2 separate regions of the Mus musculus genome follow, and region 2 is linked to region 1. Evidence: chromatin contacts called from public Hi-C data. All regions are on one chromosome and are shown on one strand. The core of a region is the stretch at or near the end of the contact, and the rest is flanking DNA. Distances in the headings are between cores, read along the strand shown.

Region 1 (6,415 bases), core at 3,048-5,547:
TGGCTAAGTTCCAATAAAAGATGAACACAGCATTTAGACCAGACGTGATTACAAGCCAGAGCTTGCAAACTACTGGATCAGCAAATCAATGAGGGTTGTAGGCCGGCACCCATAAACCTCTGGATTCTATGGCAACATTGAAAGAAAATAAAGACTGCACAAAGTGAGACCTACCTTAGTATACTCGGTGATTGCTTCAATCAGCGCGTAGGTGGTTTGAGACAGAAAGGTAGAGGTGCTATCTGTTACCAAAGACACAGCCCTCCTCATCAATGCTTCGTTACTGAGAGACTGAGGCTCCGATTTCTGAAAGACAAACACTCAGCTGCCAACCAGCAGAAAGCTCAAGATGAACACTCCATGGTGTCAGAAGACACCCCGATTTATATTTCTTTGGGGAACTATTCTTAGGCTTTGATAACTTAAGGAACCACAGGAACATAGCTCAGAGTGAAGTCTCTCTACATTCATTGTCTGTCCCAGAGAACAAATTTCCTTATACAACATAACTAATCTATGAAGTTACAATTCACTTGCTATCTTGGTGTTAGATGCTGAAAATATAAAGATGTTTACTAATCCCAGCACTCTGGAGGCACAGGCAGGTCTACAGAGTGATTCCTAGATAGCCAGGGCTACACTGAGAAACCCTGTCTCAAAAACTCAAATATATTGGGGCTGGAGAGATGGCTCAGCAGATAAGACCACTGTCTGTTCTTCCAGAGGTCCTGAGTTGAGTTCCCAACAAGGAGGCTCACAACCATCTAAAACATGATCTGATGCCCTCTACTGTTCTGACATTCGGGCTCTATATGCAGATAGAACACTCATATACATAAAATAAATCTTTAAAAAAAAGAAAGATCTTTGGAAGAACAAATATCAATGAAACCTTATATAGAATTATGGGAATTTGATCCCCCTGAAACCTGACAAGGGCAGCGATCCCTCGCCCTAGCTTCCCGACAGACGGAGGCCTCACTGTGTCTGTCACACCGCCTCGCTGTTTTGCTTGCTGTCTGGGTTTGCTGTGTGGAGCATAAGAGCCCAGAGCAACTGTTAAAAGCAGCATGACTATCAGCGGGTTTCTGACCCACGAATAATCAAGACCTTACCTGAAGAGTGACCCAGAATGACAGCTCTACTCACAGGAAACTTTTTTTTTAATTTTATTTTTTTTACTTATTCACTTTATATCCCAATCATTGCTCCCCTCCCTGCCCCCCTCCCACAATCCTCCCCCCATCACCCCCCTTCTCTGCATGGGTGGAGGCCCTCCTGGGTATACCAAACCCTGGCACGTGAAGTCTCTTTAAGGCTAAGTGGGAAGCTAACTTTTGACGCAGCATCTGGAAAACCTGAGGATAATAACGTTAACTTTACAAAGTATTTCCACCCATTTCCACTGTGGGTATCACTACTTTTACAGACAATGAAATCTATGCACAGGGTAGTCATGTGACTTTCCCTATAAATCACACATCGTTAAACCTCAAAGCAAATCTTCTCCCAAGCCTGTGCTTTCTCATGTTCTACTGACCCAACATAGTGCTACACAGATGTCAGCAAACATCAAAACATACATCTCTCTAGCAGCCAGAAAGAGGACAGTTGACCCGGAACTCAGACTTTAATGAGATGTGACTTGGTACTGAAGAAGCTAGGACTAGAACAGCTAAGGTCCTTGGAAGGAAGGAAGGAAGGAAGGGAGAGAGGGAGGGAGAGAGGGAGGGAGGGAGGGAGGGAGGGAGGGAGGGAGGGAGGGAGGAAGGAAGGCAGGCAGGCCTGGCTGGCATGAGAGCAACACAACTGGCTAGGCTACTACAGTGCAGGCAGAACTAGACACAGCTCTGTAGCACATAATAGAGTCATGGAGTTCTGATGGCAGGTCCACACCACAGGACAGTGACTGCAGCGGCTCTAGGCCTGTGGCCCACAACTGACTAGTAACCAGGACTTAAAAAGCTGAAAATGAAGAGGATAAACCCATGGTTTTTCAAAGGTGGGGGCAGAAAGAACCTTGGGGGCTGGCAAGATGACCCAGCTGTTAAGAAGACACTTGGGCTGCTGAGCAGGACAACCCTTCTTGCAGCTGCCCTCTGATGCTCTCAGCCACAACCCAAAATTTAGCTCTTCTCCATAAACCACACAGCCAGTGACAAAACAAAACAAAACAAAACCCATCACTTTCCTATCAGCTGCTCACTGACATTTCTAAAATGTAACTTTCTTCCGATGGAGACCCACTCCTCTGTCCCAGCAAATGGTAATTCAAGTGGGAAACAGCTCTCCCTCACTCATGTGCTGCCTGCCAGCTATCACCTCATCAAACTGGAACATTAGCCAGATCATAATATTCCAAGAACAAATCCTTCAAGGCCTTCAGAGAAAATCCAAAGCCCCACAATGAGCCACAAGGATCAGTCACAGTATTTGAGCCCTGGTTATCTCTCCAACCTCACTCCAGCCCGCCCACTTTGCTTTGCTGCATACCACACAAAATACACCTTCTAGGCTTGCCAGGAACCCCTTCTGCTGAAGGCCTCTCCCTCACCCAGGCCACTCAGTCAGCTTTCTCCAAGCTGTCTCACACCACTGCACCATATTTTTCTTCACATTACATCACCAGCTGACTTTGTTTCTTTTCTGACACAGGTCTTCTCTGTGTAATGGCCCTGGCTGTCCTAGAACTCACTCTGTAGACCAGGCTGGCCTTGAACTCATAAAGAACTGTCTGCCTCTGCCTCCCAAGTGCTGGAATTAAAAGTGTGTACTACCACCTCCTGGACTTTTGGTGCTTTTTAAAAAAAAGGCCAGGAGGTGGTAGTTCATACTTTTAATTTATATGAATGGTGTTTTATATGCATGCCTCCAAGTGTGTCTGTGTGAGAGTGTCAGATTCTCTGGAACTGGAGTTACAACAAGGTGAGAGCTGCCTGATGGCTGCTGGGAAACACATGGCTATTCCTCCCGTTTCTGCCTACCCTCCCCACTTCAGTTCTTTTACAATGCATTTTTAACCTCAGGACCCTCAAAGGTTAAGCAGCACATGTGCAAAATTTAGCCCCTTCGATTTTGGTACAAGAATAACGGTCTACTTCCCAGTTCAACTGATGCTCAGTTTCAGGGGTGGTGGAGTGGGGGCAGAATCTGTTAAGAACACTGTTTCTATAACATGAGAAAATGGGAAACGTGCTCCACTCGGAAGATGCGGGTTTAGTACAGTACATGGCATCATGGAAGGGGGTACCTATGAAAGTGTGGCAGCTTGTCCAATGCTCAGGAGTTCACTAAGACTTGGAAATAGTCTCTGGGGCAAGTCAGGGTCCGGGCGTTCTTTCCCTGGCCCCTTTACCCTATATATAATAGTCACATGACAGTCCCTTACCTGAGCAATAGGAACCGCACACAGTGTCATGCCAAATCCAGTCAACACAGTTTTGTGCCATGGTTTTATCAATTCTGAGAAACAGCGTTTCTTAGAGTTAGCCAAGACAGGAAAACGCTGTCTGTACCTGGAAACATAAGTCAAAATTTAAAAAGCCCAAAATCAATCTGTAAAAGGCTCTGTGGTCTGCAGGAGTTTTGGACCAAGCAGTAAATGAGACTAAATGAGGAAGTGCCCGCAATCTTCTAAGAAAATAAACCACAGGACGGCCAGTTAAGTCTCGGCACTCGGGAGTCAGGGGCATGCGATCTGAGTTCCACGAGCGACAGGTCAATGCGCGTGGAAGCGTCCCGCCAGGCGGAGAAGTTTCAAAGTCGCCGCAGCCGATTAGCAACTTGACGCCAACGTAAAACTCTCCGGAGTGCGCAGGATTCAGCTTTAGACCCCGGGACCTGGGTTCCAGGTGTCGCCAATGGTCGCCTCCAGCAAATCCCGGGAGCGAGCCGCTGTCGCCGGTGGCCGAGTTTACGGGGACCCGTGCTCTCTCTAACAATGCGCTGCCAGCCAACGCCGTGGCCCGGCTGTCCCTCAGTGTCCCTGGGGACCCCCCAAAGCCAGCCCCCGGGATGCGTGGGAGGAGAACCACTTTCAGGCGCCCGTCCCTGATGGAGGACGAGGGACGAAGGCGGGGGCCCGCCTCTAACTTCAGAAGAAGGCGGGACGCGGCAGCACCACGGCCCGGGGCCGACGCACTGGCCGGCACGGCGCTCCCGGTTCCTCTCCGCCGCCGCCCGCCCTCTGCTACCGCGGCCGTACCTGAACAGAGAGCAGACGCTCCGAGTCACCCAACTTCTCAGAGCCGCCATCCCGCGGCGGACCGACGCCGGACGCACGCGCCGGAAGTGACGCAGCATAGCAAGCAGAAGCGCAAGCGAGGCGGGGCCCAAGGAGCCCGGAGCTTCATGGTCACGCCCCCAGAGGAGGACGCGGTTGCGATTGGACAAACGGAGTGGGCGGGGCCGGGACACCAGGAAACCGCTCTAACGGTCGCACCTGGCTTCCAACCGCTCCGACTTCGTCGCCGGTCCCCGCAGGCTCCAGTGCACGGGTGCTGAAGCCGGGTCGCGCGCCGTGACGCGGGCAGCGGGCTGGGGGGCGAGGCGAGGCGGGGCCGCTCCTGGAAAGGGAGACTGTGTGGCCAGGGAGGGGAAGCTCGGAGCCACGGCGAGGCGCGGTGGGGCGGGGCGGAGCAGGGCGGGGCCGGGGCGCTGTCACTTCAGCACCAAGAAGTAGGTGGTCCAGCCGGCCAGCAGGAGCGCCCCGATGAGCACAGTGTAGCTGAGGAGCACGAAGGCGAGCAGCTCCCGCAGCAACTGCAGCACGTGGATGGTGGACGAGGTCTGCATCGCCCTGCAGAGACCGGGAGCCTGAGCACGCACAGGCTGCACGCAATGAACAGTACTCTTCCAAGGCCAAGGAAGCCCAAAGTGCTATTCTCCCCTACACTGAAAGTCTAAAGCAGTAGTTGCCCCCCACTCTCACTGGCACTTGAACTCAGACAAGGGAAGGAGCCTGGTCTTTTCCAGTCCTGACTCTGTATTAGGCTCCAACCGCCCTCTCTTCCCACCATCTCTTGCATTTTTAATGGAGCTGGTGCCGCTAATGGGCTAGTGGAAGACAGTTTTATTTTCCCTTCACTCAAGCCGCAGCCCTGTCTATGGCCCTGTCTCATAGTGGAGGGGAAGCAGCAGGACATTGCTCATTCCCTCCGTCATTCCCCTGGCCTTGTCGATGATAGATTTTAAGGATTTTTTCTTGTGTGTGCCCCCAGTATGCTTGCCTAATAGCCAGTCAGGATTAAAATTGAAGGGTGTCAAGTGATGGGTACTAACTCGATTTCACTCATATCTTTCTTGATATGCTTTATGCATCTGCCCTTAGCTAATTTCACCTCAGATGCTAAGAGTCACAAGCTAGCTCAAATTCATTGCTGCCTTGCCTAGCAGTTACCATCAATGGCAGCCTCTAGTTTCCCACTCTTCCCAATTTACTTACTTGGCAAAGTTTCCACGACTCTTCCACCTCCACAGCTTCCACAGCCGCTCTCAGGTATGGTGAAAGTAGACTTGTACGCACTCCAGAGATCTGGGCAGAGCTGAGAGGTCTTCAGGCAGCTGGAGCACTCAACAACTAGGTGTGGTCTAGCGACCAATTACAATCTCTGTGTGGTTTCTGAGCTCCCAGGGAGCTGCGCACAGGCAATGCCAGACCAGGCGGGGCATTAACAGCCCTGCCCGCCCTCTGCCTGCATTACCTCCACAGCCTACAGGATGAGGCATCAGCAGTTTCCAGGACTTCTGACTCAAATGGGCTGAACAAGTGGTACACTAGGGGGTATTTCAAGCCCCTTCTTGTCTTGCTTGTCTAAATACTACAGACAGGCTGTACTTCCAATACTGCTAATACTGAGAGCAGCCCAGTTAAGTCTGGGATCTGGCAGAACCACTACACATTCACCAAGACTATCTTAGTAATGGAAAAGCTGCTGTTTTAAGAACGACAAGTGTGAACATGAATATGTGTGTGTGTGAGAACCATAGATGATAGCCCCAGAGCACGTGATCCTAATTTACAAAGTTTAGCAGTTTGCAAACTCAGTGCCCAGGCACTTTCCCAGTATAGCCACTTCTAAATTCAACGACAAAGGTGAGGCCCAGAAGGAGCCAGCTGGGAAAGCACAGAACATGTTCCCGTTCTGATGGAACAAAGGAAAAGTGACCAGGAATAGACAGCGCATCCTTCTGCTTGTACTCGATTATAAAGACTATTATTGACCTCTGAGAAGCAGGCAGTGTGGATGGCAACCCTTTTATAACATCATCATCCAGAAGCAAATGGCTGCTTAATGTAATCAGGATCTCTTATTATCAAATTATTGCCTGGGCGAAGTCTGGGCAAAAACGGGGGCAGGACATCTACACACAGCTCAAGAAGCCAGGGAGTAGTAATTGCTCCCCCAGAGGCCTG
Region 2 (6,467 bases), core at 939-3,438, 210 kb before region 1:
TCTTTAAAACCTTTACAAGTACGTGGGCTATACACACTCCCCCATTAGTCACCTAGTGTCTGTGTCTGTTGCCTGATACATGTCGCATAGTGTAATCTGTCACCCTCAAGTTACTGAAAGGCTCTACAGTGGGGACACAGTGCTGCCGAGAGGTGGCCCTGCCACAGAAGCCGTTAAGGGCTTCTTTTATTCTGGAAAGGTAAACATTCTCTGCTTTATAAGGGAAGAAAAAAGGGTTGGGCAGAGTGCCCACTGAGCACGAGTGATACCGTAAGCTGGGCACCCCCCTCCCCCCAAACAGTGACAATAACAACGAGCCAAAAGTAGTGTTCTGAAACCTGTGGTAAGGACAAATCTCCTCCCCATGGATTGTGATGAGGACGTTTGTACTTGTGCTATTATATGTCCTAGTGAATAAGCTTTAGTCTTTCTGCAGGGAAAGCACCTCCTATTATTTAAAAAGAAGAAGAAAGTGCAGCCCTGGGAACTAGGCTCATGGCACCCGGTCCTCCCAGGACAGGACATGCAGGAGCAGGGGTAGGGGGGTGGGGGCAGAAGGGTCAGAAGTTCAAGGTTATTTCCAGTTACCTATAGAGTTTTGAGGCTAGCCTGGGCTACTTATGAGGTCCTTTCTGTAAAAGAGAAATGGTTATTAAAGGTTAGGACTCTCGGTGATGTCTATTCCAGCATCTGTTGAGGTCTTAGGGGGACGTGTCCCCAGGAGGAGAGGAGACTGCTTTGTGGTTTTAAGAGCAGGCACAAGCAGCAGCAAGGCTCAGAGAGTCTCCAAACACAGCTGTGTGGAGAATCTGCCTGTGGATCACCCTCTCCAGCGCACTCCATTCCTGCCCGCATCAGTGAGAAAACAATGGAGTGGACAACTGGGAGAGGGCACAGGGCCTGGGTGACGGGGAGGAGGACTGACTTCCGTAGGTCGAGGATGTTCCAGGGAGTTTTATGGGACAGGATGAGGGTGGAGGGAGTACTGAGAGGTATGAAGAGTCCTCCAGCCTGGTGAGGCTGTGACACTCACAGAAGGAAACACGTGGGCCACCCAGAGCCGCCTTCGGGGGGAGGGGGGAAGAAAAAAACAAAACAAAACAAAACCAAAAAAAAAAAAACCCGGGCATGGCCCCAGTTCAAGTGGATCAGGGTCCTCTCCACTTACTAGGGAGCTTATAAAAATTATAAAACACGACTCAAAATCCCCCAGGGGCTTCCTGTGGCTGCCAACAGGGACGACAGCAAACCAAAAGGCCTTTGGGGTTCAGTGATGGGCTGAAGGAAAATGGTTCTGCAGGAGGAACGCAGGCCACCAAGAACAGGTCACCCTTGTGTTTCAGGGCCTGGGGCAGCAACACCAGCAAGGGACAGCATGTTGTCTGTCTGTCCAGATGTTTAAAATGATTGGCCAGGTGAGAAATCATTGAATAAAATATTCTATGTCAAACAAAGCAGAGCTGGGTCAGTACTAGGAGCCGAGCCATGTGAACTACTGGTCGTTCCTCCAAATAAGGCTTTTGTGACTCTTTTTCTTTCTTCCTTTCTTTCTTTTCTTCCTCTTCTTTTCTTTTTTTTTTCTTTTCTTTTCTTCCTTTCTTTCTTCCTTCCTTCCTTCCTTTCTTTCTTTCTTTCCTTTCTTCCTTCCTTCCTTTCTCTCTCTCTCTCTCTCTTTTCTTTCTCTCTCTCTCTCTCTCTCTCCCTCTTTCTCTTTCTCTCTCTTTTGGACATGGTATCTTACTAATTATCTCTAGCTATCCTGAAACTCACTCTGTAGATCAGGCTGGCCAGAAACTCACAGAGATCCTCCTGCCTCTGCCTTCTAGGTGCTGGGATTAAAGGCCTGTGCCACCAAGTCCAACTGATTTTTAAGTGTGTGTGTGTGTGTGTGCGCACACACACACACCCTCAGAAGCCAAAAGAGGGTGTTAAGTGCTTTGAATAGCTGGGGTCACTGACAGTTGTGAGATGCCCCACATGGTCCTAGAAACTGACCTTGGGTCCCCTATAAGAGCAGCACACACTGCTAACTGAGCGACCTCTTCAGTCCCGCTTTTGTGAATTTTAAGATGAATTCTTCTCCCATCGCTGTCTGCCTTCCTCCTTTCACTCACGCCTCATTCATGTCTCTCTGAGGAACTCTGAGGTCAGGCTCTGTCTACACCAGGCTGCGGAGGCTGAGGGGAGGCAGCAGAGCTGAGAGCGGCCGCCCTGCTGCTTCCCAGGGGAACAGATGCAAACCCAAACAACTGGCTCATCTGCTGGCCTGCAGCTGCCACCTGCCCTTGCTCTGTAGAAAGCCACAGGCTAGGAGCTAACTCTTTTCTGCATGAATGTCACCTCTGTGAGCCTCCCCACCCCCCCCCCCCGCCTCCCTCCACCCTCGCCCCCCAGTCAAGAAACACTGGTTCTAAGTGTAGAGCCTCCTGGGGAATTGTAAACTAAGCATAGTCTACCCTCCCAACCCCAGACTCACTGAGTTGGAATCCCCCCTGTTAACAAGCCCTCAGGGCCGTTCCCCCCCACACACACACACCCCCAGCCTGAGCAGTTTGAGAACTGTGGCCTTAAAAGCCAGGCTTCTCAACCCCAGCCACACATGAAATCACCTGGGGAACTTTTAAATAGCATGCCCCCCCCCCAACTAATAAAAGCGGGATCTCTGGGCGCAAGAAGCTGCCCTCAGAACTATGAAAACTCTTCAGGTGGATAAAATGGACCATAGCCTCAGCGGATACTGTACTTAGCCCGGCTGCAGACAAGCAGAACATTCCAGGCTGAGCATCCTGGCCTCTCTAGAGTCACCTTCACACCGGGGCATTCAGAAGGCACCGGGAGGACCACATCCATCCCCACAGTTAGACATGCTGCAGAATCTGTCTCTGTCATGCCTACAAATAGGCTCAGCCAGGAGTTGCCAGGGATACCAAGCTGCTGACTTCTCACTTAGCATTATTATCTTGTGTGTGTCGTGCGATATGTGTGTGTGGAGGTCAGGGGAAGGCTCTCAGGAGGCAGCGTCTCACCGGGGATTGAACTGAAGGAGCCAGGCGTGTGCCACAAGCCCCTTTACCCGCTGAGCCATCTCTCCAGCCCAAGCAGGGATCCTAGGTTTGTGCTGAGAACGCTCACTGAGATCTTGGGACTCTCTGGGTATGAATAATGCAGACATGTCAATTCCCTTTGTCATCATAGGCCCCTACTGAGGAATTGAGTTAAATCATACATTATGTCGGTAATGTATATGTATTGTAATTTATATACTTATTACTTATAAAGTTGATCGTATGTCATTAGCATAGAATTATAATTTATATTGTAATTACACAAATTCTAATTAGAAAGCACATAGAGAAAAAACAATCGCAGTATAATTACTGTCGGTTGAGTCCCTACTCTGGGCAGGCACTTGTGTGCTTTAAAAGAACCTAGTGCAGGCTAGGGATGTAGCTGAGACGGCAGAGTGCTTACCCAGCATGCAGGAAGGCCTGGGTTCGATCCCCAGCCCCACATAAACCAAGCACGCCAACATATGTCAATGAGATCAGAGGTTCGCGGACATCCTCAACTGCATAGCAAGTCTGAGGTCAGTACAGGCTATGTGAGATCTGCCTCAAACAACAGTTCACGAAAATAAAAGCCAGACTAAACAAAGCAAAAACTGCGGGGCAGTGATGGCGCACGCCTTTAGTCCCAGCACTTGGGAGGCAGAGGCAGGCAGATTTCTGAGTTCGAGGCCAGCGTGGTCTACAGAGTGAGTTCCAGAACAGCCAGGGCTACACAGAGAAACCCTGTCTCAAAAAACCAAAAAAATAAAAATAAAAAAAGTAAAAACTGCCCCAGTACATATACATACTATGCCCCCTCTCTCAAGAACATTGACCATAAGGAATATTACGTGATGCACCACAGATCCCATACACAGACAATGGCAGTGTTAGAATTTGAAGACAGGCCAGATGCTTGCACACACCTCTAACCCCAGCACGGAAGGCAGAGGCAGGGGGATCTCTGAGTTTGAGGCCAGCAGAGCGAGTTCTAGTACATCCAGGACTACACAAAGAAAAAAGAATTTGAAGATCTATTACCAAGTAGTGGTGTGTATATATCTTAACTGTTAAACATTGAGTTAACATTTTATCATTTTTTAAAAGTGTGTATATGAGTGTCTTACACGCATGTGTGTTTTGTTTTATTTTGGTTTTTTGAGGCAGGGTTTCTCTGTGTAGTCCTGGCTGTCCTGGAACTCACTCTGTAGGCCAGGCTGGCCTCGAATTCAGAAATCCGCCTGCCTCTGCTTCCCAAGTGCTGAGATCAATGGCATGTGTGTGCCACCACTGCCTGGCATGTGTATTTGTATACTTCCTGTGTTTCTGGTGTCCACAGAGGGCGGGAAAAGGGAATCAGATCCCCAATAACTGGAGTTGTGAGCCGCCATGTGGGTGGTTGGAATCAAACCTGGGTCCTCTGCAAGAGCAGCCAGTGCTCTTAGCCAATGATTATCTCACCAGCCCCAGTATGAGAGGTTAGGAGCTTGCAGTAAAAGAAGACCCAGGTTCAGTTCCCAGCACCCACAGGGCGATTCACAGCCATTAGTAACTACAGTTCTAGGGGACCTAACACCCCTTTCTGGTTCCCTCTGGCACCAAGAACATACAGAGTGCACATACATGGCATGCCTTGTAGTATTAAAATTATATAGCATAGCATGTTAATATGATAGTGGTTTTTAATATGTATAAAATTCATGTATAATCTAATGCACCATCATGCAATTGTGTCAAGTGTACATGCTAACTATAAAACAGTATCCTCACATACAGCGTGTCCACAGTTTCAGTCACACTTCCTCGGAACCAATAGTGCTGTTTCCCAAGAGCTGGGGCTGCCAGCATCCAGCCAGCAGGTTTTCCTTCACACATAGGGGAAGCGGGTCACACCTCCCTTTCTTCTCCAACCTGACTGAGTGTATCTAAGCTGCAGAATTCTGCATGCAAAAGAATGGAAATGATGGCTCCCCTCCCCCAAGGCTGTTAACTGCAGCTGGGAACAGCTTGAAAGCAACAGGTTTTCAACAATCTAGTGGTTAAGTATCTTTAAAGTGAAAGTAAATAACCGCTGGCTTAGAGACACAGGCTCGAGTAACAAAACTGTATCCGCCAGTGAGGTAGGGAGAAACAGAAAATTCAGATACTGTTTCCACTCAGTGTGAGGTCCCCGGGGTCTGAGGAGAGGGGCACCGGAGGAAATGGGGGGGGGGGGCGCTGCTGATTTTCTCCTTTGAATTGGCAGCTTCAGAAGGAAATTAGTTGCTTGCTTGAGGCAGTTGGATTGCAGGTTAGGTCAGCAAAAATCTAAACTAAGTCAGACGTAACAACCCACGTCTTTAATCTTAGTACTCTGGAGGCAGAGGCAGGTGGATCTCTGTGAGTTTCAGGTCAACCTGGACTACAGAGTGAATTCTGGGCCAGCCAGGGATATTCAGTGAGACCTCCCGTCTCAAAAAAATAAAATAATTAAATAAATAAAAGTGAAAATTATGAACAACAAAATATCTGGGGCTGGCAAGATAGATCAGTGGGCAAGGGTGCTTGCTGGCAAATCTGATAAGCAAAATTCAATATCCAGGATCCATATTTAACACCAGTAAGTTATCCCCATGGCCTCCAAATACGCACAAAGGTGTGTGTGTGTGTGTGTGTGTGTGTATGTGTGTAAGACACACAAATGAATGTAATTAGAAATATTTAAAGTTTATTCTAATTTTTTATTTGTGAGTGTATGTGTGTTCATAGAGGCCAGAAGAGGGCATTGGGTCCCCTGAATCTGGAATGACAGATGGTTGTGAGCTGCCGAATGTGGATGCTGGAATAGAACCCTGGTCTTCTGCAAGAGCAGCCAGTGCTCCTAACCACTGAGCCATCTCTCCAGTCCTCTTTCCATGCTCTCAATCCCATTTCTGTGCCCTATGTGTCTGCCATTATGCCAGAGCTGCACTGTTGATGACCATGGGATGAACTGAGACTGGGGGGAGGGGTCCTCAAACTCTGATCTGTTTTTCCCTACAGTTCCACTTTTTTCTACTATTTTGCAGTATTAATTCCAGAATCAACTTGTTGGTTTCTACAATAACAGAAAGGCCGGCTGGAGTTAGGGATCTCATTTGGTTGTTTCCTGGTGGCACTGGGCGTGGAACTCAGTGCCTGGGACATGCTAGGCAGGGGACCAGTCAGTCAGTTTGGAGAGCAGTCACCTTAACACCGTTAAGTCTTCCAAGCTCCAAATTAGAAAACTCTTTCCTGGGGGCTGGAGAGATGGCTCAGTGGTTAAGAGCACTGACTGCTCTTTCAGAGGTCCCAGCAACCACATGGTGGCTCACAACCATCTCTTATAAGATCTGATGCCCTCTTCTGGTTCATTGGAAGACAGCTACAATGTACTTAGATATAATGATAAATAAATCTTCA

What was found. A called contact is a pair of places that touch in the nucleus more often than the background predicts.
Region 2: a Hi-C map of B cells shows a contact between it and region 1, with 6 read pairs. The contact joins the enhancer-like site here to the promoter of Diablo in region 1. A contact is called at or near these places in 4 of 39 promoter capture datasets (liver, macrophages, pre-B cells and 1 more), 1 of 484 Hi-C or Micro-C datasets (B cells), 4 of 115 datasets of contacts at active chromatin or transcription factors (acute myeloid leukemia, bone marrow-derived macrophages, embryonic stem cells and 1 more) and 2 of 9 other capture datasets (macrophages and pancreatic islet).

What each region holds. Positions count from the first base shown.
Region 1 is chr5:123,519,867-123,526,281 of GRCm38.p6, forward strand. It overlaps Diablo (diablo, IAP-binding mitochondrial protein), which reads right to left and starts at 4,298. Exons shown (of 6, transcript NM_023232.3): 1 at 4,205-4,298; 2 at 3,389-3,515; 3 at 175-306. The coding sequence starts at 4,254. It overlaps Mir7647 (microRNA 7647), which reads right to left and starts at 2,829; the gene lies at 2,771-2,829.
Region 2 is chr5:123,313,168-123,319,634 of GRCm38.p6, forward strand. The region is part of intron 18 of Wdr66 (WD repeat domain 66); the gene reads left to right. Among named protein-coding and RNA genes, the nearest start is that of Bcl7a, 28 kb to the right of the region's middle. Within about 2 kb of position 2,189, at least 62 of the 459 cell types and tissues checked have an H3K27ac peak or open chromatin away from gene starts, as enhancers often do. A contact at or near this core is called in B cells and pre-B cells, where this site is marked.